5 separate regions of the Mus musculus genome follow, and all the other regions are linked to region 1. A link is a contact called in public ChIA-PET and Hi-C data. All regions are on one chromosome and are shown on one strand. The core of a region is the stretch at or near the end of the contact, and the rest is flanking DNA. Distances in the headings are between cores, read along the strand shown.

Region 1 (5,147 bases), core at 1,206-3,705:
CATCCCAGTCACCCCCTTCCGCAACCCTTCCCCCACTCTCCCTCCCCCCCCCCCCCCGTTCTCATCTGAGCTGGTAGGGGCCCCTCTGAGAACACACCCCACCCTGGGACATCAAGTCTCCTCCATGCTAGGCACTTCTCTTCCCACTGAGGCAAGACGAGGAGGCAGCCCAACTAGAAGAACATATCCCACCTACAGGCATCAGCTTTTGGGGCAGTCACGTCAATCCCTCCATTCCAGTTATTTGGGACTCACATGAAGGCCAAGCTGCATATCTGCTACATATGTACGGGAAGGCCTAGGTCCAGCCTGTGTATGTTCTTTGGTTGGTAGTTCAGATTCTGAGAGCCCCAAAGGTTAGTTGACTCTGTTGGTCTTCCTATGGGGTCCTTATCCCCTTCTGGCCTGCAATCCTTCCTCCTATTCTCCCGTAGGAGTTCCCAAGCTCCATGTACTGTTTGGCTGTGGGTGTCTGAAACTGTCTCAATCAGCTGCTGGTTGGAGCCTCTCAGAGGACAAGATGCTCCTGTCTGAAGCATAACAGAGCATCTTTAGTAAAATTAGGGATTGGTGCTTGCCAATGGGATGGGTCTGGCATGGGGGGCAGCTGCAAGGCCTGGGTTTGAGCAAGTAAGGAACTCAGCCAATGCATGGAATAAGGCAGTATACATACGGTGGCCCAACACTCTTCCACTGACACCACCTCATGCTATTTCTATTAAGTCTCTTGGGCTCTCTACGACAATTATACCTACTGGCTAAATGATCAGTTTCTCTAGCTGCTGTTAGGCCAACATGATTGAGCAAACTTCATAAAACTCATGACAGTCCTTAAGGGAATAGACCTTGTTTTTGGAGCTGTCGAATGCTGAATACGTGCAGGCAGGCATACACACAGTCTTCTGGGAATGTAGCTGTTTGGAAATATAGTTAATCAGTAGGTTTTATTCTTTGCCTTTTAGTTCCTTATATGCTGTGTACAACGCATTATAATTGAGTGTCATAGAAAAAGAAAGGCACAGGACGCTTCCAGTTTTGTATGTTTGCTAGATGAATATGAACAGGGGAAAAAAGTCCATTACTGGCTCCAATATGTACTTTGGAACAATACTTCACAAATAAATATGTTATGCTTTTTCTCAAACAGAAAATGTTTGGGCATTGTTAGTTTATCATGCCCAATTAGACTATAAACGTTTGTTCCTCTTTTACTCAGAAGCGGGGTTATTTTAGATGCCACACCCACACCAGGAGTAAAGGTTTCTTAAGTTTTGCTTATGTGTCCTGTACCGTGAAATCTACGCTCAAGAGGAAAACAGTGTGTTGAACTGACACTTTCCTCTGTGGTTAATATGTAAGCCACGTATTATCTGAATTGTTTTGCCAAAACACGTCTGGCTGGGTACATTACACAGGTCACTCGCATATACATATTGGAGACAATAAGGTATCCGTAACAGCGTTGTGTGCTCACTCTTTTCATCTAATTTAAAATCGCGACGTGGTTTAGGAAAAGCTCTCTTAAGTCACAATACCAAGTTATTGCAGCAACATTTGTCCTCCGTGGCACTAAATTCCCTGTATAGTAAATTGTGTTTTCGGTTGCTTTGTCCCATAGTGTTGATCATAAGCCGTACTTAAGGATTTCAAACGGCGACAGCGCCCCCTCACCCCCCCCCCCCAAACCCCTTTTTAGTCCTAAGCTAGAAGTACCTATCAAATCCTATTTCTTTCCTTAAAGACACACAGGAAAGCGCCGCGGAAGAGATTCGTCGACTGTGCAACAGCGACCCCTGGCGGCCCGATGCTCGCAAGGCCTTGAGCACCCAGAGCTGTCTCTAATCAAGTCCCTCTTTGTTTTCCATATCTGGAGAGCGACCCGGAACTGTCTTTGAGAGTGTGGGCTGTGTTTGATACCCACAATCTAAAGCTCAAAGTTTCAGGATCTTCACTACTCACGGCGTACAACTCATGGGTCTTTGTTTTCTTTTTGTGACATTTAATGAAATGAGTTTTGTAGTTGGGTTTTGTCCCTTTCTCCTTGCCAGCGAATCACAACAACAAACTTGCACATTAGTAAAAAGCCTTTGATGGCTTTTGTCTGTTTGGGAGGAGAAAATGCCTGAAAAGTAAGTAAAGGTCTCAGGGAGGTGGGGGGAAGGAAAACGAGTATTGCTTGTAGCACGAACACCCATATGATTCATCGGTAGAAGCTGAGCTCTGGCTCCATTTCTTTTGTAGATTTCCCGGCTCCCCTCACCCCACCCCCCGCTTTGTTCCGCTTCAAACCTTTCAGAGGGCTGAAATGCATTATTACCTTGTTAAATCTCTACCCAAATCATTTCTACAGCCCGAAGCTGTTTTGACGTGGGTTGAGCATCTCTCTCTCACACACATACACACAAAAGAATTGCTTTTGTTCCCAGACGCTCTCATTGGCTGAACGGCCTCCCTTTCGGGCCAATCAGAATCTAGTTGTCAGGCTTGGCAGGCTATTTTTAACCCAACACACAAAACCACTGGGTCTTGGAGGCAGTCCGCGGCAGAATGAAAGTCCCCATAGTAAAAGGCAGCAGCTGAATGTATTTTGGATGTCACGGCGTGTTTGACATTTTCTCTTTAATTCCATATACACTGTTACATTAGCATGTGCTTTTTCGTAAACAACTAACTCAGAAATGGACCTGCGTTTTCACAAGCTCTGTATTACCCTTTTAGGAAGAGAAAGCCTAAAATATATTGTATTCAGACTTGATCCAAAAACATTTCATAGTGTGTGGACGTATTAAACACACACACACACACACACACACACACACACACACACACACAGTTTCAATACGAGTGTGAAGGTGCTTTTAACAAGGGATTTTTGTAGATTTTCATTTTGGGTTGACAAAATTTTCATCAGTGACTGAATGAGAGTTACAATAATATCCATCTTTCTCCCTTACCGCATTCAATATGTATATAATTACTGCAACATGTATACACTTTATGTGTGGCATCTAAAATTATAAATACTCAGTGTGGGGTATTTTTGTGGGGGTATTTAGATAAAGCATGGTTTGCAGCATATTCAACCGATTGTTCAGTGGGGGACTTTTTTTTTTTAACCTCCCTAAATACACTTTAAGTGACAAGGCATCAAAACACATAGTTTGTAAATTATCTAACATATCCAGGAAACGAAAAGTTGCCAGATGTGAAAATACCAGGTTGTAAAGTTTGATTCACCCCCCAACCCCCGAGCCTTCCGTTTAATAGGCCAAAAAGCAGAAAAAGCTAAGTTGATCTCAAAATATATATCACAAAGCAATTTATTGGCAGAAAAATGAAACTATTTCCTGCAAAGGAAAGGGGGGGTTGTGGAGGCCTAAATAAGAAAGATGTTAAGAATCTCCCCTGGTTCTTACAAGAGATTTTTAAATTGTAGATTTGCCTAGTATTTATTTATCCAAGCTTGGCGATATGACTTTATTTGTTGTTCTTTGTTCATCTCCTGAAAAAGGCCTGTTATTTTTTGTTGCAAACCACGAAAGTGTCATTTAAACATGGTGTCAGGCAAGTGCAGAAATCCCGCAAAGGCTCCTGGGAGACATGGCTAGGATCCTATTCAAAGATGCAGGCGTTCTTCAGGAGAGAGGCTTCCATAACAAAAGTAGCCAAGGATAAGGAAAAGTTTACACAAAAGTTCTAGCAGAACTGTGGAGAACAGTCAAGATGTAGGGAAGGTGTGTACCTTGCCTTAGCAGATTTCACTGTTGGGGAGAAATGTCCCCTGCTTTTCTGATGGTGAATTTGAACGACTGTAACAATGCACCTGGAAAAGAGGCCACTCTTTCCAACAACTGTGTGAGGCACACTAGGTCAGCTTTCTAAAACCTCTATAATAGCTCCCAGGAACTTTGCTAGGTTTAGATAGGCAACCAGCTGCTAACAATTTAGTTTAATATTCATTCTTATTAGAGTCAAAGAATCTGAAAAAAACTGAGACCAGGCAAGATTCTTTTCTCTTGGCAGTGGCATATAGCACATTGAACTCCAGTAAAAATTAATCCATGACACTTTTTTGATGCTAGGCCCTCATTCTTTGGGCCGGGTCATTTTGCTCTTGACTTAATCATCTGGGAAGTGCCTTGATTTGGGTTGTTTGTTTGTTTGTTTGTGGTTTGGTTTGATTATATGCTTGTCTGGTTTAAAAGTAAATATACAACGATCATATCAATTTTTTTAAATGTGTCTTCACCTCGCAGTCTCTGGGTTTATATATAAACTCCCTAAAGGCAAAAACTATTAGAATAAAATAGGTATATTATTATTTTTTAAAGAAAATAACATTTAACCCCTCCACCCAGCATTTGTTAAGTTTTATCCAACCCTGGTGTACATTTTCTTGTCCATGGAAGTTCTCCTGGGAGAAGAAACATATGCAGGTCCCTTGCCTGAGCCTCTATGAGAATGGTAAGCAGAAAAGGACTGGATGCTGCCAGGTTCCAAACTAACCAGGTAAGAAATGGAGTTATTGTTGTCTGCAAAATGTAGATCCCTAGGCCTCCAAGATATCTTGTGATCACCTGCTGACTAAACTGTGATCATGTTAACCGAGAGATGGGTGCAGTCCCTGAACTGAAGCCCTCATGCCAATGTGTTTGTAGAACCGATAGAGTAGACCAAACCCTAGTTCTATCATGACAAAATGGGTTCTTGCTGAGGAGTGACAGTTTTCTGTGTGTTGGGTAAAATGGTGGAGAAGGATGTCTGTCAATGACAGCTGGTGTCTTCAGCTTGCTTCTCACTTCCCAGGAGTCTTGCTTCAAGCTCCCCACCTCGCCCCACCCCACCCCCGTCCATGTTCCCTTCTGGGAATGTTTCTCAGGTTCCTCCTGAGCTGCATCCCCTTTGTCACTCCTCACCCATCTCCCCAACTTGCAGTTAAGAGTAAATCCATGGGATCCTTCTCTTTCTCTTTTTATTTATTTATTTTTTTAAATTTATTTATTATATGTAAGTACATTGTAGCTGTCTTCAGACACTCCAGAAGAGGGAGTCAGATCTCATTATGGATGGTTGTGAGCCACCATGTGGTTGCTGGGATTTGAACTCTGAACCTTGGGAAGAGCAGTCGGGCGCTTGTCGCGCCCGCT
Region 2 (5,147 bases), core at 956-3,455, 720 kb before region 1:
CTTGGGATGTCAGGTCTCCCCTGTGTGCTATCCCAGCTTCTGAGTGTCTTGGGGTGTAGGTCTCCCCTGTGTGCTATTCTAGCTTCTGAGTGTCTTGGGGTGGCAGATCTCCCCTGTGTGCTATCCCAGCTTCTGAGTGCCTTGTTCTCATGCTGTCACTCTCTGCAGACAGACCCACTGATCCCTTCTCACTTTTAAGGATTTACATGTCAATCACTACGGGAAAGAACTGGGAGAGGAGACACCAGAAGGATTCTGAAAATCGGAACAGAGCCCCCTCCTGAAGCATCTTCACGCCTCACTAAGAGGGCTTAGGAGATCTTCTTTGGATGGCTGCTGCCAAATTTTTTTTTTTTCTTTCAAGGCATATCTTTTCCAATTAGCTGTACATTAAATTCTTTCTTCTCTCTGGGAAGAGCTTGGCTGTTTTGACAGAGATCCTTAGAGTGGCTTTGTCCCAAGCCAGTAATTTATATCCTGTCGTATTCTGTGCTATTTAATGCCCCTAGTCCCACCCAAACTTGGATATTTTCTCACTTTATAGCTACGCAAAAAAAAAAATCTGCTTCTTTTCCCGATACAAACTTCTTACAGAATAAAAACAAAAATTTCTAATCCCCTTGTTAGGGATTGGAAACAGGAGCATCTCTGACAAAAGGGAGTGTCTCAAAAGACACTCGCTGCTCGGGCACTAACACCAGAAGGCTGCAGACACAGATGATTTGAGCGACAGCAGAACTGCTCCGAGGAGCTCACAACTGGGAAGCTCACTATGCTCCCGTCTTTACTACCTCACTTCCTTCTCTCACTCAACTTCATTGTCTTGGAATCAGGACATTTCTTCAACTTTGTGGGATCATTTTTAAAGTGTAAAACAAAGCACGGTAGACTCTTTTTTTCCTCTAGGAAAAATCTGACACACATATATACATGCATGCCACACACACACACAAACACACACATATACATACACACATATACACATATATGTACATGTACATATATACATGTATACATGCATATATGCATGCAGGCAGGCATTCACATGTATATGGTATATACACATATACATACAAACATACATGCATATATATGCACATATACATATATATGGATATATAACACAATATACATATACATGCATAATACACACATATACACATATACATGGATACAGATATACACATAACACAATGCACATACATATACATGCATAATATACACATATAACACACATATATATGTACACATATAAATACATACACATATATTCATACACACAAAAAATGGAAAAAGAGAAATGTGGAAGGACAGCTTTCAGGGTACAGAGAGAATCACCATAGATGAAGCTCCAGGTACACAGAGAAGCGCTACAGATGGAGCTCCAGGCCTCGCTAAGGAAGCTCTCAGCGCTGAGGTGAGAGTCTGCTGATGGGAGAGTGGTCAAGTGCTTGGGATACTGCTGCAAGCAGAAAGCCTGGAATGCTGGGTGCCTGTGTCCCTAGGGCACAGGACGCTGTCACTCCTGATAATCCAGGCTCCTGTTTGCTGTATTTTTCCATTAGAGTCTTGCTATGTGGCACAGGCTGCACCTTAACATCTGGGCTCAAGTAAGCCTCCTCCTGCCTTAGTGTCTTGGCAAAGCTGGATGCACCCCTGCACCCAGCTTGGGTAATTTTCTGTCAGATGCTAAACACTTACCTTCTTGTGTTGGGTATTCCTACATTTAGACAGATAAGAAATCCCAGGCTGCAGATGTAGCTCAATGGTGAGGTGCTTGCTTGGCATCACGACATCCTAGTTTTAATCCCAGTCTTGTCAAAAAACAAAAAACAAAAATCAACCACAAAAAGCCAAGCAAGAGCCGCCAAGATGGGTTGATGGGTAGCGAGTGGTGCTTACCCTCGAGCTTAATAAGCAAACCACCAGGCAGGCAGGCAGGCAAGAAGGGGGAAGTTTGTCTCTTTGCTCTGGACTGTGGCTGTGACTCGATCAGCCACTTCAGCGCTTGCCTTGCTTCCCTGTGATGATGAACTGAAACCTGGAGTTATAAGGTGAATGCTCTCGCTCTCCCCTCCCCAATATCTCCCCCCTCCCCCAAAAAGACAGAATTTGATGTTTCCAATGCACTCTGGCCTTTTTAAAAAGACATAGTGGTTTTTATTTTTACATGTGTGTTTTGCATTCATATGAGTACCACGTGCATGCAGATACCGGAAGAGACTAGAAGAGTGTGTCAGAAGTCCTGGAACTGGGGCTGGAGAGGTGGCTCAGGGGTTAAGAACACTGACTGCTCTTCCTAAGGTCCCGAATGAGTGTCTGAAGACAGCTACAGTGTACTTACATATAATAAATAAATAAATAAATAAATAAATAAATAAATAAATAAATACTGGAAGGAAGGAAGGAAGGAAGGAAGGAAGGAAGGAAGGAAGGAAGGAAGGAAGGGAGGGAGGGAGGGAGGGAGGAAGAGAGAGAGGTGGGGGGGAATATCCTGGAACTGGGGTCATAACCAGACATGAGCAGCTTTGTGGGTGCTGGGACCTGAACCCGGACCTTTCAGAAGGGCAGCAAGTGTGCATCTCTCCATCTCTCCGTATCTGAGCTATCCTTCCAGCTCCAGGAGGGTGCTCTGAATGATGCTTCTTTTCTTTAACATCGTGCGTATTTTCCCCCTACAACTCTCCTACCTAAAGTTGCCAGGTTAACCAAACCAAGAGCAACAACAACAACAAAGAGCACACAGTTAAATCAGAACCTCAAAGAAGCAATAATCAGATGCAATAAACAGATTTTAGCATGAACACGGCCCAGCGGATCCATGAGGCCTGTTTACGTGTGAAAAGGGAATGTTTGTTCTTTTGCAATGAGTTTCGCCCGACTGTCCTGTATTTTCTCTGGACCTCCAGCCCTGTCGCAGCCTCTCCCCATCAAATATTTTAGGGCTCAAATGTTGTGGTCTGAGCTTTAAAGAGGACCTTCTTTCTTCTGTAGTCCAGGTCAGAGAAGGAAATGTGAAGGCTCCATGGGTAATCACCGCCTGCTGGGTAGTACTGTTTGTCCCCTTTTGACACTGTCCCTTTCAGCTGAATAAGTTGGCTGTTTTCACAATAAACGTGTCCTATCTGCAGACTTGTGGTCTTTTTTTATCCCTTTCTCCTCGCTGATTTGAAAATTTGAAACGTCTTTTGGTAAACAGGTTCTAGGGGTCTAGTCAGCTTGCCATCATCTATCGTGAATCTAGGTCTCATTTCTATGAGGAAACTCTACATGGGGGAACACTGGTAAAGATCGCAGCCTCCCGGGGATTTTTCAGCAACAAAAACATCAAAACTGGGACAAATCACTGAAAGCCTAGGCTCCAAGCAGAGGAAAACCAGAGGCCGAGCGATGATTGACGAGCCGGCCTTGTCTGTTGTCTCACCTGCTAAGGTTCAGAAGGCATAAGTAAGGCCTGGAAAAACAGATTTCAGATTGGCTACTCTGAGATCCACAGACACCGGCTCTAGCTGCAGGGAGGTGAACAGCAGATGTGTAATTCATTCAGTGCAACACTTTCTATGTGTACTCCGTGTCAACTGCCCTCATATGATCCTGAATGTTAACTGTAAATGAAATGCCATGTCACCAATAGCCAGTCAGCTAGCACCAAAATGGCTTCAATTCGAAGTTGTTTCCAAGTGTACTTTCTGGTCTTAGTGAGACTCGGGAGTTGACTCTCAGAGACTGTTGTATTCTAAGACACCATTCGGTCATGCTCAAAGCTTCAATATGATTCCTTCCAACCATAGCAAGCTGGTATTCTAGAACATGCTGAAGAGAAGAGCCACAGAAAGAGCTTTCAGACAGCTGTCTCTGAGATGGCTAACAGATATTATGAATTTCATGAGACCCTTTTTCTGTGTTCATAAAAAAATTCTTTACAGCTAGGCATGGTGGGACACAACTAGATCCCTAGCCCTTGAGAGGTAGGAACCTGGTGTGTTCTATGCAAGACCCTGCTTTAAACAAAACAAAATCAATCATTCACAAATCATTTATAGAGCTGCCATTAATATATAGGGTATATAAGTATATGGACAAACCCAAGTGCAGGGTTAAGGACTAGGGCCCTATTGTAATATACTCAGGTCATCTCCTTCTTAGGGCAACACCCAAAACCGTGTGGTTTTGAATTCAGAATGCTACGATGCCACAGGGGTCAACCAAGTACTGAAAACTGGCAAGCTGCTGCTGAGACTGTGGAGCCTGTGGGTAAATCGGAGAGCAGGTGACTTTGGGGCTGCCCATGGAAGAGTTCTCAGGCCACAGTTTCGAGGCCTTAAGAAACAATGCAGCCCTGAGTGACAACTGACAAATGCCTCTGCTCTCAAGGTCTCATTCTCTGCCTTGGACAAGTCACATGGCAGAGAACTGAAGAGTTAGTTAGTTCTGCCTTCTGTTGACAGTGCTAGTCTCGCTGCTTCACTAACTAAACTGCTGGCAAACTTGAGACTACCTTTAATAGTTCATTTTTAACAGCAGGGAAGAAGCAGCACACACACAAGGGCCTGCTTTAGAAGCAGGTCTGCCCACTTCCTTCCTACCCTTCAAATTATATCTTCTTCCCAGGCCTGGGAAAGAACTCTAAAACTCCAGGTTAAAAATACCCCTTAGGTAATTTAGGAAGACCACAGGCTAAATTACTCCTCAGAGGGGGAAAAAAAAAGCAAACAGTTCCACAGCCTCTGGAAATTGCCAGGAAAGTCAGCCCCAGAGGTTCACTAGCCAAGGGCTAGGTCTCCAGGAACTGTGTTTGCCCCTGCTGGGTTTGAGCTTCTCAATCTCACCTTTATTCAATTTTCATCTGGGAATGCCAATCTTCTCTTTGCTTGTGTATGCCTGTCAGGAGGGTTTCGAGGTGGATTTCTGTGTGTTGATTCTAGCCCCTTATCTTCAAAAGGACAGACTCAGAAAGGAATCTCTTCAGGTATGAAAGCTGCTGCTCACCTATCCTGGCCACGTTGCCTCTATAATGTCCACACGGGATGGGCATCTTGTAGCGACATGTCACTTGGATGAACCTCAAAGGTTGTCAGGCAAGCCCAGTGGTGGGAGGCTTGCTCCCCCAGAACACACAAACACGTTGGGTTTGATCTGCACCACCA
Region 3 (5,147 bases), core at 1,092-3,591, 660 kb before region 1:
CCAATCTGTGTGGGTATTCATTAGGGAGACTGGGACAGCATTGGAACTTCATGCTGTAGTGCTGGTGAGCTGATAAGGTAGTGTTCTCGTAGCAACTGGTTTTCTTTTACACATCTACCTGGATAATCATTTTAATAACATCTAACAGATAATGATAGCCAGGAAACGGGGCAGAATAATGATTAACGAATCCGTGTTTATCCAGTGTACCCAACCCAGAAACAAACCCTCATGGAAAAGTTCAGTCCTTGTGTATTCAGATCTGCTTTTAAGGTGTAGAACACTACAAGTTCATTGCTCTAAATTTGCCTCAGAACATAGTAACTTTGTCCTTCAGCCAGTTTTTGCCAGCGTTTCACTTTAACTAATGGGTGGTCTATTTAAAAAAAAAAAAAAAAAGACAAAACAGTTCTTAAATGTGGCTTCACACCATTAGCTTTGGACTCCAACAGAGGGTTTGGGAAATTTCCTGGGGCCTATGTGTAAATTTGAAATTACAGGAAAAGACACAAAGGAATAGGGAAAGCTGTGGTTATCCTGCTTCCTGGAGCGGGTTAGTATCAGTCCAGCCTCGCAAGGCTGTGTTCTGAGAATTTTCTCACCTTACCCATGGTGGGAGTGAGCAGGAGATAACACACTTTATTTGCTTTTTCTGTTGCTGCAGAACGAGAGACAAAGCTTAAGAAAGGCCATACCTCGGCAGACAGAAAGAGGAAGGCGCGGTCTAGAGCTCTGAGGGTATTGAGATCAAAGTCACTCAGTTTTGCAACACACACCGAGTGTACTCATTAATTGTTTCTTGGGTGGGAGAGATTTCCTGAAGATGAGACCACATGTCTCTTCTTAAAGACCAGACTAGAGAGGGAAAAAAAATGGAGAGATCAAATCCCACTTCTAGAAGAAGCGGCTGAGGTTTCTGGATTGCAGGAGATGTTTTCAGCGAGGGGCTGGGGTCTGTCTATTATAGCATAGAAAGAAAGACTGGGAATTGTCAGTCTTGGGGGATTATTTAACTTGACTTTATTTTTATTGGTTAATTATTTTTTTTAAAACCTTTGTGATTGTCTCTAATCCTCATGAGTACCAAAGAAAATGGCCCTTTGTGTCAGGGCTGGGGTGGTGAGGGGAAGGGAGAGACAGCGGTTCTCCAGGGCAACACTGGAGTACTAAGGGAAGGGGGAGTGGGATTTTAGATAGCAAGAGCTTGGAGAACCAGTCCTACCAGGTTTTGTAGTTTAAATAAGCTCTTGGGTGGTGTTAGCTGTATCACACATGTGCTAAGAAAGGTCCATTGTCTCTGGAATTCCATTTCTTGTCAAAATAAAGTGTTTAACCCGTGATGTTTAAGGTTATATTCTAATTTACACTCTATTACTCAATTGCTTTTAAACAATCTGAATTTTTTTTAAAGGATCGGAGTTAAATATAGTTGCTTAAAAGAAAGTAAAAATGGACTATTTTGTCTTCATTTAAAAAAAAAAAGATTTATTTACTTAGGTGTCTGCATGTGTCCTTTGGTGAGTGTGCATCGTGTGTGTGTGTGTGTGTGTGTGTCTGTGTGTGTGTGTGTCTGTGTGTCTGTGTCTATACGGACCAGATATCATTGGAAGCCATGGAGCTGGAACTCCAGATGTTATGAGCTACCCCATGTGAGTGTTAGGAGCTAAACCTGGGTCCTCTGAATGGAGAGCAATGGCTTTTCTTTCCCTCCCCATTTGGTCTTTAGAGTGGCTGGTGTTCAGCACATGAGACAGCATGAAATCAATCAACATGGATACTCTTCAATAGCAGCAAGGACTCTTTAGTGCTGAGCCATCTTCTCTAGACCTAAGTGCACACATTACCAGGTGGGTTTGAACCACCGACCTTTTGGATAACTGGAGGCGAATTTGTGTTAGCAAATTGCACACAGAGTAAGAAGTTCCGTAAGAGGGATGGTGATCAGTTCAGATGCCCCCACAGTCTCCTTTATTCCCTCTTCTAAGTTGCTGAGAGACTCATAAGACTCTTAAGAGGCTGTGTTTCAGGAGCAAATCTGGGTTAATGTCCTGCTGGGTGTGAGGACATTCAGTTGTAAATACAGCTCTAGATACAAACCTAACACAGCTGCTTCTGTCTGAAACTTTGAGCTGGGGTGTGTAAGTGTCTCCTCCCCATTTTGTACTGGCCTCTGTGACATTACCATCTCATGTGTCCTGAAGTTCCAAGGCTCTTGGAATTCATTTCTTGGCTGTTCAGCATTACACAGCCTTTCCTTGGGGTGAGTTAGTCTGAGTGTGGCGACAGCTATTTCATCAGAGATCATCATCATGTGTCTCACTCAGACTTTCCTAATGGTGGCTACTGCCAACAGGAAATGATCTGTATGTGGAGGGCTGTGTGTGAAATAAGAGTTCAGCACTTGGTATTAGACAACGTCCACACACATGCATCTGACAGTGAGCATTGCATCAAACGAAAAGGTTCTTGTCTCTCTTCTTGCATGATTCTAGCAACAGCAAGTCAGCTTCAGTGCGCTTGGGTAGCTCGAGACCTGACTCTGAATAATACAAGATCCGTCTGTCTTTGAATGTTCTCTTAGGAATCCCCGTGCTCATTAGCACCAAGAACAGATTTAGATCATCCTTCTACTCTGTCTTGAAGTCTGAGATTTGTGACTGTTAGCCTAGATTAATGTGTGTGTGTGTGTGTGTGTGTGTGTGTGTGTGTGTGTGTGTGTGTGTGTGTGAGAGAGAGAGAGAGAGAGAGAGAGAGAGAGAGAGAGAGTCTCTGAAGGCTTTTAGAGTCTTATAATGATCTCATGATTTCTCAACCAGCTTTTGTCTGGACTTAAGACATCAGGACAGACATTCGGGAGGTGTGGGGTTCATGGAAATTCCTTCCACCAACCAACCCAAACATTCCTCTTATCAAAAGTTTCCAATGGTCAACTCAATGAGTGACACCTGACCCTCAAATACTTTCCTAAATTGGAGTGTGTTTAATTTAGCTGATTGTTGTATACAGTAATCACGAAAGGCTTGAGTATCATGTGCTCTACCCGTAGGCAGTATTGCAAGGCAATTGCCTTGTCTTCCCAGACAACAGGAACTCTTACAAGCTTTCTGAGTTGAATCCATTTGCCGTGTGCACGCTCTTCTCTTTGGCCTGTGATCTATTTGCCATTTGCACGAGTTATTTTAATGGCTGACAAAAAAAGAAAGGTTAAGAAAAGGAAAAAAGCCAATAGACAAAGAAAGAAAAGTTTACACACTTACAAGGTATCATGAAAGTCTTACCAAGAGGACGGAGGCGAACCACAAAACAGGAAAAAAGAGTCATGAAGGACATTCTAGGTAAGAAACTATTCTCTGAAATATACAAATAATTCTCAAGTCTCAACAGTGAGAAATCAAACAATCTAAAGATGAGCCACAGACCTGAGCAGATAACACACCGAAGAGATAAAGATGGAACATAATCATGCTAAAAAAAAAAAATGGCAGCAATGAATTGTAAATTAAATGAACAATGGCTCACCACTGCATGCCTATTAGCTCCAATCAAATCTTAAACACTGACACCATCAAATGTTGATCAGAACATAGAACACCAGAAACTCTCATTCACTGTCAGTAGAGATTCCAAAGAGTCTTGCTATCTGGAAGGGTTTGACAATTCCTATAAAGCTAAACATGTGACTTTCATATGATTCAACCATCATGCTCTTTTGGTATCTATACAATAAGGCTGAAGAATTATTTATGGCAGATATGTAAAGAAGCTTATTCATAATTGCCAAATTTTAGAGGCCACCAGTTGTTCTTCTATAAGGGAGCAGATAGGGTATGATATAGCTAGAGGGGGTATAGCTTAGTACTACAAACAGAAATAATACCAGTCATAAAAGGCATGGAGAATAGCTCAATGTATATTACTAAATAAAAGAAGCCATTCTGAGGAGATTATGTAGTATAGGATTCTAATTGTTTGACACCGGGAAGTGACAGGCATCTGGAGACAGTAAAAACTCAGTGTTTCTCAGAGGTTAGGTGGTAAGAGAGAATGAATAGACAGAGAAGAGAGGGTCCGGTCCTTCTGAGAGGTTCCATGGAGGCAGTTACGTATTATACATGTGCCCAAACTTAGGGAAAGTCTCTAAGTAGAAATGGACTCTCATGCAAACTGTGTATGATTGACAGTAAGGAAGCGTCAAGGTAGCATCGTCAGTTAATAACAAGCGTTCTAATCCTGACTTGAAAGGATGAGGAAGGCTATGTGTATAGTGTATCTGTGGGTGTGGGAGGGTGAGTAGCGGGTTCTCTGTACTTCATATTTGGTCTTTTGCTTACTATGATCTTATAAGTGAAAACCTACTTGGTTTTATGTGAGTGTGTGTGTGTGTGTTGCATTCATGTAGAAGCAAGAGGAAGATGTCAGGAGTTTTCCTCTGTCACTTTCAGTGACCTAAAGCACACTTTTGAGCTTCTGGAATTTACCTTCATGTCTCAGCCCTGGAGTTTCAGATAGTTTCAGCCATGCCTGGCATTTTCTTTTTTAAATGAGGACTCTGGGGATTTGAACTCATATCCTCACATGTGCTCTCACTAATGAGCTGTCTCCACTTCCCCTCTACCTTGCTTTACAATGTAAGCTTAATTTCTTAGTGTTCTACAGGTTCTGTCATATACAAGTTCTTTGCCCTTACAGATGGAGTCATTGCCACAGCTGGGGAGAACCAACTAAACCCTTTAGAAGAGAGAGAATAAACAAACAAACAAACCGTGAAGGCAAGGCACAATAACTCATGGGGCTCTTGAAGTATGAGCCTCATCAGGCCATTCGGCTAGCAAGCCAGTTTTCCTGAAGTAGAGGAATATTTTCCCTCCCAAGGGTTCTGGAAGACTAGGGAAGGAAATTGGAGGTGCATCCCATTGGTTGCTGTAAATGGGCTTGCCTGAGGCCTGCGTCCCTCCCTTATTATGGAAGCAGCCTCATTGGGAGGGCCTTCAATAAAAGCTCCCGCTGTTTAGCAGACCAGCTGCCTCAGCAGCAAGAGCCCCATCCCCTGCTGTGACCGTCCTTTGCTCCATGATGGCTGAAAGCAGGGAGGCTCTACCAAGTGTCTCTGGCTAATAATTATGGTAATGTCCAACCCAGAAGGACGA
Region 4 (5,147 bases), core at 1,933-4,432, 630 kb before region 1:
CCCTGCCCCTTCCCAAGTATGTATAAAGCAGTAAACAGTGATTCCACTCACCGATGGGGTTGCCTGTAGGAAAGCTCTAGAAATGTCGCTCTTGTGAGTTGTCAACCATGTTGAGGTGGCTTTAGGATCACTCAGCTGCCTGCGAGTCTTCAAGCATCAGGTCCCTGATTCCACTGCTGGTTGGATTTGAGTGGTCTCATTCATTTGTGTGGTTGTACTTTTATTGGGGGTGAACAGAGATGTCCTTAGACAGTTCATGCATCTTTGGAAAAATTACACAGAAATGCATCTCTGAATGTCTGTCCTCCATCCTTGTAGGTAATTGATAGCTCCAATCTCATTTCAGGTACTTCCAGGCACCTAAACCATTCACTCTTCTCCAAGAGGAAGTCACAGAGGTAAAACAAAGCCATTAAACTGGGCTAAGCCAGCTGTTTAAAGACTGTGCTGGGGTGTGGTAACCTGCAAAATGCCTGCTCAAGACTGGGCTCCACTCCATCATATGTGGGGAAGGGGCTCACGAGGCTCTGTCCCTTTCAAAGGAAATATTGGCAATTCTTGGTTGGTGGGGTTGGAAGATAGGTATCATTATCTTCAGTCGTATAGACAACTGGAAAGTTTCCCAAAGACCCGTAAATAGCCTTGCATCCATGTTTGTCCAAACAACCCTAATTAAACTCCTTGGGCCACACAAAACCTAACCCCCAAAAGCATGGTAACTGTGTGACAGGGAGGAGGGGGAGAGGAAGGTGGAAGGGGAGGGGGGAGGGACAGGAGGAGATAGAGGTAGAGGGAGAGGGATATGTGGGGGAAGGGGGAGGGGGATATGGAGGTTAAGGGGAGGGGGAGAGGGAGGTGGGGGATGGAGAGGTGAAGCGGGGGACCACAGGTGGAGGTGGAGGGAGCCCTTTTATTTTTAGGATGAGGAAGGGTCTCAGTGGGAGATGGATGAGAGAATGATGGGAGCAATGGACAAAAACACATTATATACACATTTGAAAGTGTCAAAGAATAAAGGAGTGAATAAAAAACAAGACCAAAAAACCAAACACACAAAGGTCAGTGCTGCGTTCTGAAAGTATCTACTGCCAGCAGAGGATCAGGATATAATTAGGATATTTGATGTTGGCTTTGAACTGAAGGATCCATTGGAGGTAAAATCTGCTTCTCCAGATGCTATGGGCTGTCTAGGTGGAGTTTCAACTCAAGCCCTTGAACTCAGTTCCCAGATCAAGTTAACAGTTTTTGTTTGCTTGTTTTTTAAATTAAATTAAAAGTTTTTTTTTTATTTTTTATTTTCTCTTAGGCCAACAGGAAGAATCAGCCACTTTTTTTTTTAAATGTTGGAAAGTTCTTAAGGCTGTTTCTCTAAAATTAGAAAAGTCAGGATTATAGACACAGAAATCTGAGGGAACCTCGGGCCCTACTCGAATGTTTCTCTTCCTTGCTTTACAGGTGCTATATGAGTAAGGAGCGAGAGAAACAAAAGGTGTGCCCAGGAGATGACCTTGAGGAGAACTATGTGTATCAGTCTTGTCTTAGGGTTTTACTGCTATGAACAGACACCATGACCAAGACAACTCTTATAAGGACAACATTTAATTGGGGGTGGCTTACAGGGTCAGAGGTTCAATCTGTTATGATCAAGGTGGGAACATAGTATCCAGGCAGGCATGGTACAGGAGGAGCTGAGAGTTCTACATCTTCATCTGAAGGCTGCTAGCAAAATACTGGCTTCTAGGCAGCTAGGATGAGGGTCATGAAGCCCAGACCCACAGTGACATATCTACTCCTAGGCTACAACTATTCCAATAGGGCCTTACCTTCTAAAAGTACCACTCCCTGGGCTGAGGATCTACAAACTATACCAAGTCTCCTGGGGCTGCTCTAGCAAAATACCATAAACTTGTCAACTGAAACAACAGAAGTCCATCATGGGCTGGAGAGCATCTATCCAAGGTTAGCTCAACCGTCAAGGCTGCAGAGTGATTCTTCCTAAACCCTATGAGAATCAGAGAGTCCCTTCTGGCTTCTAGTGGTTTGATGTCAATTTTTGGGTTTCTTTGTTTCTCAGACCTGTCCTTCCGATGTCTACCTTCATATTTACTTGGGATCCTTTCTGCGTATGTGAATGATCCTCATCACCGACTTCCCAAGCTCCATGTAAGAGGGCTGGGATTTGCTGTAGTGACCTCATCATCAGCTAATCACTTGCATGGGTGGTTTATCTAAGCAAAACTAATTCCACAACTTGTAAAGTTAAGGTTATCAACATATTTTAGGTTGGAGCTAGAAAAGGTCATTAGTTTTCTTTCTTTCTTTCTTTCTTTCTTTCTTTCTTTCTTTCTTTCTTTCTTTCTTTCTTTCTTTCCTGTACTCAGATGTGTATATGAAGACAGTTTCTGTTTGGTTAGGTCACAGCGTGAAGTTTTCCTTTCTTGGAATTCCTATTGATGGGTCCTTTGCCAATTTTCTTTACGTACCTTGCACTCACTGTTTCCATGTGTAGTTATTACTAAGTTTGTCATTTTCAGTGTAGTTTTCTAAAAGTGTACAGCTACATGCGGGACTTGCAAAAAAGATCTACAAATGCAACTCTCACTTCAGTCATGAGAAATTGATTCAAATCCAACAGTGCTTGGGAGAGTGAGAACATAGGAGGTGCTTGGAGTTTTCATTGGGTATTTCAGGATTCTTTATGACAGTTCCAAAACCTGCAGGTGAGTGCACGTACACACACACACACACACACACACACACACACGCGCGCGCGCACGCACACGTACATTCCCTGCCCTGCCCCGCCTCCCCTACACCCCAAGAGATGATTTTTCTAAAAGACATCCTTACAAAGTTTCGAACAAGATGATGCTCTAGGTTCTCTGACATGGCAATAGCTTCCTTTGGGTTCCACTAGTTTTGTTTTTAACTGTTAAAAAGTTTCACACACACACACACACACACACACACACACACACACACTTAGTCATATGACTGTATTAAATGTGCCACCAGCTGTCTGCCAACAAGAGACCCAAAAGAGAAACTGTTATTGGCTTCCCCCAGAGAAACCTCCTTTATCTCAAAGAACTGAATTGCCAGGTGGAATTGAGTAAACTCTGGGGTTGCAACACAACCAAGGCATAAAGTTCACCATCAACGTAAAACAGCCAGGCCAGTTCTGCTTTTTAATGTCCTCTAAACTGAAGGAACTGAGCAATCTAAACAAGGGTGAGGCCACGGCCACGGCCACGGGGGAGTGAAAGCCATGTTATATTGACAGCTAATGAGTGAACAACAGCTCTGTCATCTTTATGTGCAGAAGACAGCTTTGTTTATGTGTACCCAAAGTTTGCTGTGAAATCCCGGCCAAGAAGGGAAAAGTTGTGTGGAAACTGCAAGAGAGGTTGTTTGCTTCTTGCTGGGTTACATGATTCACAAGCTAACAGATTGAGAAAAGCTTTGCAGAGAGCAACAAGTTGACACTCCTTGTTTACTTAAGTAAAGATGCTCTAATACGGGCAAAGTTGAACAGCTTTTGGTTTCAAATCTAACATTGTAGAATGGGAGATAAAAACACCTAAATTGTCTGTTAAGATGAAGTGTTTCTAACCTGTGTATTTATTTACCAATGACCTTTCTCTCCCTTGACCAATGTCATGCAGCCTATATTAGATACAGAGACATGATTAGATATCATTTCTTAGTGTAGTGTCTCACTGGTGCCCACCCATAGCTCAGTATACCAGGATAAGATTCCTGAAGTGTCTCAAATGAATGAACTCTGAGATTTCCCCCCCCCCCCAGTTAGTTTTTTCCAACTGGCTCACCAACAGTTTTTTACCAGAGCTGCTAATGATTAACTAAAGGAATCGCTTGGATGGAAACTTTTTCAGACCTCTCCAGAGTGAGGCTTGCCAAGAGTGGTGCAGGGGGCAGCCAGAATAAGGAAGAGGAGTGCAAGCCAGGAGTCTGCAAAAACACACATGTGCAACTGAACTTCTTGGCTCCTGGACAGAAAGCGCTGTGAGACACCAAAGCTCTTTTTCCCTTTGTATATTTACAGATTCCGAATCCAAACTCACAGCAGTGGACGATGCTCTGCGTTTTCTCAATGATGTTTACTTAATAAGCCTGTCAGTGACTGGCTACAACCTCACCTCAATCACTGCCTCTATTTCAACCATCTTGACCTTCTAAGGGAGAGCCATATAGTGGGGTTTTGGAAGAGGATGAAGAGAAATCTTTGGGGCGGGGATGGGTGGCCAGGGGCAGTGGTGGTTCATGGTGTTGGAACATAAAACACTCTGTGCATGGTATTTCTTTATAGATGTTGGCAATCAAAGAATGTTCCAGTTAAGTATGAAGACAGAAGAGAAGCAAGTTACCCATAACATCTACCTCAAACACTAATGAGAAAAAATTTGCTTTGCCATGTGCTGGTTGTGGGAAGGATGCTTTCGGGTCCTTTCATTTATTACTCCCTTCCTCTGTTGGATCAGAGAGACTTGCTGGGACCCTGGAAAGTACCCCTGGTTTTTGGCAGGCTCAGAATCTCCCCCTATGGTCTTGTTAAAATAGGTCAGCCCCATCTAAATTTTAGAATATAAAATCAAAAATACACTGCTACAATGTGAATGATCAGCTCACTCCAATCTATCACCTATTAAGACGTTGCCATGGCTACCCACAAATCCCCAGCTCCTAGCACAGAACAGGAGGGGTTCAGTGATTTCTTATTGAGCAAATGGGTGATAGGCTGCTTTGAAGACAATTACCCTTGACTTAGATGACTCGCACCCATGTTGACTGGTTGGATAATATGGTTTATGTAGGACATCTATCTATGCATCACATGCCACGTCATAAGGAAATGTTTGGTGTAAATACAGAGGGTCAGATTGGGATTGCTTAGCCTGGTACTTGGGCGGAATGGGGGTGGGGGGAGAGCATGTGATCGAGGTTGGCAGAGAGAGAGACAGAGACAGAAAGAGACAGACAGAGAGAGACAGAGAGAGATAGAGAGATAAAGACAGACACAGACAGAACAGATACACACAGAGAGACAAATAGAGACAGTCAGAGACAGAGACAGAGGGAGAACTACTGTTTCCAAGCAGGTTTCCATCTCCCAGTGGAAGCCATCC
Region 5 (5,147 bases), core at 1,141-3,640, 530 kb before region 1:
CAACAACCAAGTGCAAATAAGAACTTTCCAAGCAAACAAAAAAACGAAGTCCTTTACTTGGTTTACAAAAAAATATTGAAGGAAGTTCTTCATGGAGAAGGTGATGAAACACACACGCCAGGAAAACCTGGATCTCTAGACACATGAAGATGACTCATATGCCTAGATAATCACAAATAGTAGTAGTCTGGCCCACTCAGTGCATAGAACTTGTGTGATATCTAACAGCACAAAGTGTACAGTTCAAAGCTTGCACCAACTGTTAGCCTAGACAGATGCTAATTAAATATGGATTTGATACTTTAAAGGAGTGCATTGTAAACTTTACCTCCACTGCAGACACGTTTGTGAAGACTTTAAGCAACAGTAACACTAGTCACCTCTGGCTTCTGAGGACCCCCCTCTGCCCGCAGCCAATTTTGGTGAGACATATTCATTTTTAAGAGAACAGCAACACATATGAATATTTGTAAGTATACTACAGGAATTTCTTGAATCTGTTCAATTTAATTAAAAATTTTAAATTAGATCACAGAGTAACAGATTTCTTTGTGGCATTTTCAGGCATACTTTATCAATTTAGATTCATTTTGATTTCTCCCCAACCCCCAGACTATCTCCCCATTGCTGTCTTTTCATATGCTTTCATCGACAGTATTCTCCCTTCTCATGTATTATTTATTGTGTTGTATTTCTTCTTTACCATATACCTTTAAACCCCATTATCCATCTCTACTTTAAACAATATAACAATGGCAGGAACCACAATATCATTCCTTTTAACTTATGTAAAAAGCCTCAAATTGGAATTACTATTTTCTTTGGGTCTAATAAATCCATCCTTGATAATTTCATACTATAGACAGATTATTGAAAGGGAATATACATTTTTTAACCGTGAAACTCTGTATACCTGAGATACAGACTTACAATTTGCATAAAAATAGGCCAAATCCCACAATGGTGTTATACTAAAACACCCTGCTTATCTATATTTGAAGAAAATTGATTTGAACATGAAACTTGCAAGGCACAAATGTCACCTGGAAAGCCCCTTCCCAATAACACACACAGATTTCATCTGCAGAGTACACATTATACCACCTGAGCCAGGAAATAAATGAATGTGTTTAATAACATGATCTATCAGACAGTAGAAAAGCCACAAGCTTATCCCAATAATAACATATAGAATCAACATAAAATTAGATGTGATTACAGTTCAGAGAGAGGAAAACAGTTCTGAAATAAAGATTTCACTTGGTTTCTCTATGTTCATAGTCCTTGTGTCTCAATTCTGAGAAAGTGAACATGAAAAGCATGGCAAAATCTGGCCACTAATTATATAATACACACTCAGTTATTCACGGGCTTTGTGATGGCTTGTTGTTTTCATGGCCAACACGAAACCTCCAGCTTAAACACATTTTGTGTTAGGCTGAAATCGAATGTAGGCTTGTTCAAGTTGCTTAACATCCTTGAACTTCTTCATCAAACTGGTAGAATTCTTAAAGAGTTTTCCGCGTATAAAAAAAAATACAGGTGGAATGTGTGGCTTGGTGTTTGATGTGCAGCACATGACAGGGAGATGGATATTATTATCATGATGGGAGAAATAACGACAACTAAGAGTCTAGAGAACTTAGTGGTGCTCTTCATTAAGTAGCTGACTGTTACCTTAGGTACTGTGGTCTCTGGGCTACAGCTTCCTCATCTTTGAACTGTCGAAGGTGGAATCATCAAGGTGAGATGTTTCTCCTTTGGGTTGTCTGAGAAAGGCTCTCAATCTGGAGCTGAGGGGTTTTGATCTGGTGATTATTTTGCTTCCACCTCCTGAATGTTGGGATTGTAAGAATGCACCACCAACCATGATTAATTCAAGTGCCTTTATAGTAATCAAATTGTCTGTCTAGATTTTGTTTCTTGTTGTTGGAATAAAACATTCTGTCTGAACAACTTAAGGGAGCAAAGGTCTATTTAGCTTAAAGTTTCAAGTCCCAGATCATCGTTTTGGGGAAGTCAAGGTGTGAACTTGAAGCTGCTCGTCACCCCCACAGTCAATAGCACAGAGAGAATGGATGCTCAGGGAACGATGTGCTTCTCTTTTAGGTTGGGTATTTTCCTATCCCTTGATACATAATTCAATCCTCAGGGTTATGCCCATAAGCCCAGGTCACTTAGACAATTCCTCACTGAGACACATCCCCAGTGACTCTAGGTTGTGTCAAGGTGACAGTTAAGAACTAACCACTGCATTCTCTTGTGTGAATGGAATCTTAGGCAAAATGCTGCTGTTTGAAAGCCATGCAAACAGAGCCGCTGAGTTGGTTAAAGTCGTAAAGTTAGAGCTTGATTACTTGTAACCACTTCCTGCGCCTGCCTGTGGCACCACAGAGCGTTAGGCAGGTGATTACAAGACACTTGAGAAGGTTTCCTGTATAATGCTGTTTGAACTGTGTATTGAGCTGGTGAGCTTTTGTTCAATGATTTATTCGCCAGTTCCAGAAAGGGACAGATGAATCTTCATAAGACTGTAACAGATGTGAACTATCAATTTTACTGGTTTAATAAATTTAATGACTGTATTAGGGTTTTGTGTTTTTGTTTTTGTGACAACTTGTGGAAGAATTTATTTTGGTTTATGGTTCCGGGGGGTTTAAGAATGGACCATGGTAGGAAGGTTTATCAGTAAGAGGCAGACATGTCAGTCAGCAGAAGCAGGAAGCTGAGAAATCCTATCTTTAAGCCCAAACATGAACTAGAGAGAACAGGCTGTAAGTGGCTCTGAGCTCTCAAACCTTACCCTCAGTGATATCCTTCATTCAGAAGGACTCCCCCTAAAGAGGGTTATATAGCCTTCCCCAACACTGATACCAGCTGCAAACTAAGTATTCAAATACTTGAGTCTATGGGAGACATTCTTAAATTCATACCACTCTGGTAACTCAATCAATTGTTCAGCACTCATAGTATCAAAGACTAAATCAATGTCCCATAATTGTTGTGTATATAGAGAAATTTTTAGTTATACCCTATACAATTATATAATTATCATAACTAGAAATATTTGAATATATATGTCTATATATATATATGTATATATATGGATGACCTGCCATTTCCTTTTCATGTGGATGATGTCATCAAATTCATATCCACCAAAAAAAGAACTCTCAGATAATCTTGTTGATAATTACTACTTTTGGGGGGAGATCCTTAATTCTTAATTGGGTTTAAAATAGTAATGTATACTGTGGGTTCTGATGTCAGTTTATCTTCAAATATCCCTTTGAGGGTGGTGCCTTTATTCTCATTTAATAGGTTTGGAAAATGTAGCTCATATTTGAGAAAGCTACTTGGAGTCACATGGTGTTTAAATATCGAAGCCCAGGTTTCCTGATTGCACTCCAGGGCGCTTTCCACGAGTGACAGGGGCAAGAGGACAATGTGCAGCCTTATCTTTTTCGAATGTGCTCTTCCTGATTTGCTGAGAGTTTTAAGCAGTTCAGAGAACTGCTCTGAACCATGCAATGACATACAGTCAATAAGCATTCAGGGCACTCTGAATTGTTCAGAGGCATAAATGGGTAAATACTCTTCACATTTTAAATGATAGTGAAAACATTTGCATTCTGATATTAATATTTATTGATTTTTTTTGAGGTTCAGTGAATAGTTTTCATGATAATTCCTCAATCTTCAGAGAAAACCTGCATTCATAAATAACAAATTATGTCATTACCCACATCTGCTCTCATTTTCTATAGGCTTCAAAATCTCTATTCATCACGGGAGCCAAAAGAAGTGGGTACCCACCGGTTTCTCCATCAAATTCTGGCCCATCTTCCTGCACATAATTCTTATTTGAGAATGCAATGCTTATTCAAAATAAATACGGGACATACTAAACTATGTGATTAACATGCAATGAGTCTCAGATTCCATTTACTTATGGAAATCGAGTCAAATCTAACATGCTAGCAACACTATTGTGAGGTCAGCTTCCTGATGAGGCCATTGGATCTGCAGGAGTTACCACTCTGATACCACATTAGCACATCATTAGCTTGAACCGTGCCACAGCAGTATGAAAATTAGGCATTTTCATTTTTCAAAAGAGACAATAGCAACTTTCCCTGCTTCTTACATTCATTTTTAAAGATGAGACTGTTGATGGAAGATGCATGAAATGAAGTAATATTTGAAATTATTAACAAGGAGCTTTCTCAGAAGATGCATGCCTTTGGAAACTAAATTTAAGGTGTGTATATATATTTTAAAAGATGAGCTCTATTATGCTAAATTTCTGATATACTTTTGTTAGCTGGTTTTTTTTTGAAGTAAGATAGGTCAGAAATAATCATACAAAGACATTTTATAGATTAAAGTTACTCACTGAAGCCATATTTTAAAACATCGAATGAGGGAATGTAAAAGCCCTTCATTTATTAGCAGCTGGTAAAATTCTCTTTCTAAAGGCTGGCATGCATATTTTATTTTACTTTTACGATAATTTTGAGCTGTATAATATTTTGTAACTCTAAACACACTAGAACACATATTAGCAGTCTTTAACATATCAACTATGAATGGCCAGAACAAATATTTTGTATCTTCATCTTATAAATTAAGAAACTGGATTTTGCTTGGCATGGTGGTACGCACCTTTAATCCCAGCACTTGGGAGGCAGAGGCAGGCGGATTTCTGAGTTCGAGGCCAACCTGGTCTACAGAGTGAGTTCGAGGACAGCCAGGGCTACACAGAGAAACCCTTTCTCGAAAAACCAAAAAAAAAAAAAAGAAGAAGAAGAAGAAACTGGATTTTAGTTTTTCCTAGAATCCATAAATCTATTACTCTTAATTTTTGAAATGAATATTTTAATGATATGCAGCGCATTAACCATATTTTACAAACCCCTAGTTACAAAAACTTGTTGATTTACCAAAAGGAGAAACTTGTGCTCGGTTGGTGTTTACTTTGCCTCTCTTAACCTCAGACAAGTTTTTTATTGCTATTTTATTTTGTTTTTTTCTATTTCTTTTTAGTTAGATATTTTCTTTATTTACATTTCAAATGTTATCCCCTTTCCTAGTTTGCCCTCCGAAAGTCCCCTATACCCTTCTCACTCCCAATGAAGGGAGGTAGA

What was found. Hi-C and Micro-C count contacts between places; a contact is called where the count stands out from the background. ChIA-PET counts read pairs in DNA pulled down with a chosen protein or histone mark.
Region 2: a Hi-C map of bone marrow-derived macrophages shows a contact between it and region 1, with 12 read pairs. The contact joins two enhancer-like sites. A contact is called at or near these places in 3 of 484 Hi-C or Micro-C datasets (the N1E-115 cell line, bone marrow-derived macrophages and muscle stem cells), 13 of 115 datasets of contacts at active chromatin or transcription factors (bone marrow-derived macrophages, craniofacial prominence, double positive thymocytes and 10 more) and 1 of 9 other capture datasets (embryonic stem cells).
Region 3: a contact with region 1 is called in an RNA polymerase II ChIA-PET map of memory CD8 T cells, with 40 read pairs. The contact joins two enhancer-like sites. A contact is called at or near these places in 1 of 15 datasets of contacts at CTCF or cohesin (the NIH/3T3 cell line), 1 of 484 Hi-C or Micro-C datasets (bone marrow-derived macrophages), 16 of 115 datasets of contacts at active chromatin or transcription factors (the SCID.adh cell line, T-cell acute lymphoblastic leukemia, bone marrow-derived macrophages and 13 more) and 1 of 9 other capture datasets (embryonic stem cells).
Region 4: a contact with region 1 is called in a Hi-C map of uterus, with 11 times the contacts expected there. The contact joins two enhancer-like sites. A contact is called at or near these places in 1 of 15 datasets of contacts at CTCF or cohesin (the NIH/3T3 cell line), 15 of 484 Hi-C or Micro-C datasets (3T3-L1-derived adipocytes, the AML12 cell line, CD4 T cells and 4 more) and 14 of 115 datasets of contacts at active chromatin or transcription factors (the NIH/3T3 cell line, T-cell acute lymphoblastic leukemia, Th17 cells and 11 more).
Region 5: an RNA polymerase II ChIA-PET map of memory CD8 T cells shows a contact between it and region 1, with 24 read pairs. The contact joins two enhancer-like sites. A contact is called at or near these places in 1 of 15 datasets of contacts at CTCF or cohesin (large pre-B cells), 2 of 484 Hi-C or Micro-C datasets (CD4 T cells and bone marrow-derived macrophages) and 13 of 115 datasets of contacts at active chromatin or transcription factors (the SCID.adh cell line, T-cell acute lymphoblastic leukemia, bone marrow-derived macrophages and 10 more).

What each region holds. Positions count from the first base shown.
Region 1 is chr10:97,311,351-97,316,497 of GRCm38.p6, forward strand. No RefSeq gene overlaps it. Among named protein-coding and RNA genes, the nearest start is that of Gm34044, 78 kb to the left of the region's middle. Within about 2 kb of position 2,456, at least 387 of the 459 cell types and tissues checked have an H3K27ac peak or open chromatin away from gene starts, as enhancers often do. A contact at or near this core is called in 3T3-L1-derived adipocytes, the AML12 cell line, the NIH/3T3 cell line and 9 more, where this site is marked.
Region 2 is chr10:96,593,721-96,598,867 of GRCm38.p6, forward strand. It overlaps Gm33843 (a long non-coding RNA gene), which reads right to left and starts at 5,025. Exons shown (of 4, transcript XR_380712.2): 1 at 4,990-5,025; 2 at 1,702-1,814. Within about 2 kb of position 2,206, at least 9 of the 459 cell types and tissues checked have an H3K27ac peak or open chromatin away from gene starts, as enhancers often do. A contact at or near this core is called in bone marrow-derived macrophages, where this site is marked.
Region 3 is chr10:96,654,075-96,659,221 of GRCm38.p6, forward strand. No RefSeq gene overlaps it. Among named protein-coding and RNA genes, the nearest start is that of Btg1, 40 kb to the left of the region's middle. Within about 2 kb of position 2,342, at least 52 of the 459 cell types and tissues checked have an H3K27ac peak or open chromatin away from gene starts, as enhancers often do. A contact at or near this core is called in the SCID.adh cell line, fibro-adipogenic progenitors and memory CD8 T cells, where this site is marked.
Region 4 is chr10:96,683,124-96,688,270 of GRCm38.p6, forward strand. No RefSeq gene overlaps it. Among named protein-coding and RNA genes, the nearest start is that of Gm33897, 30 kb to the right of the region's middle. Within about 2 kb of position 3,183, at least 109 of the 459 cell types and tissues checked have an H3K27ac peak or open chromatin away from gene starts, as enhancers often do. A contact at or near this core is called in 3T3-L1-derived adipocytes, the AML12 cell line, the NIH/3T3 cell line and 4 more, where this site is marked.
Region 5 is chr10:96,785,026-96,790,172 of GRCm38.p6, forward strand. No RefSeq gene overlaps it. Among named protein-coding and RNA genes, the nearest start is that of Gm33897, 72 kb to the left of the region's middle. Within about 2 kb of position 2,391, at least 51 of the 459 cell types and tissues checked have an H3K27ac peak or open chromatin away from gene starts, as enhancers often do. A contact at or near this core is called in the SCID.adh cell line, T-cell acute lymphoblastic leukemia and memory CD8 T cells, where this site is marked.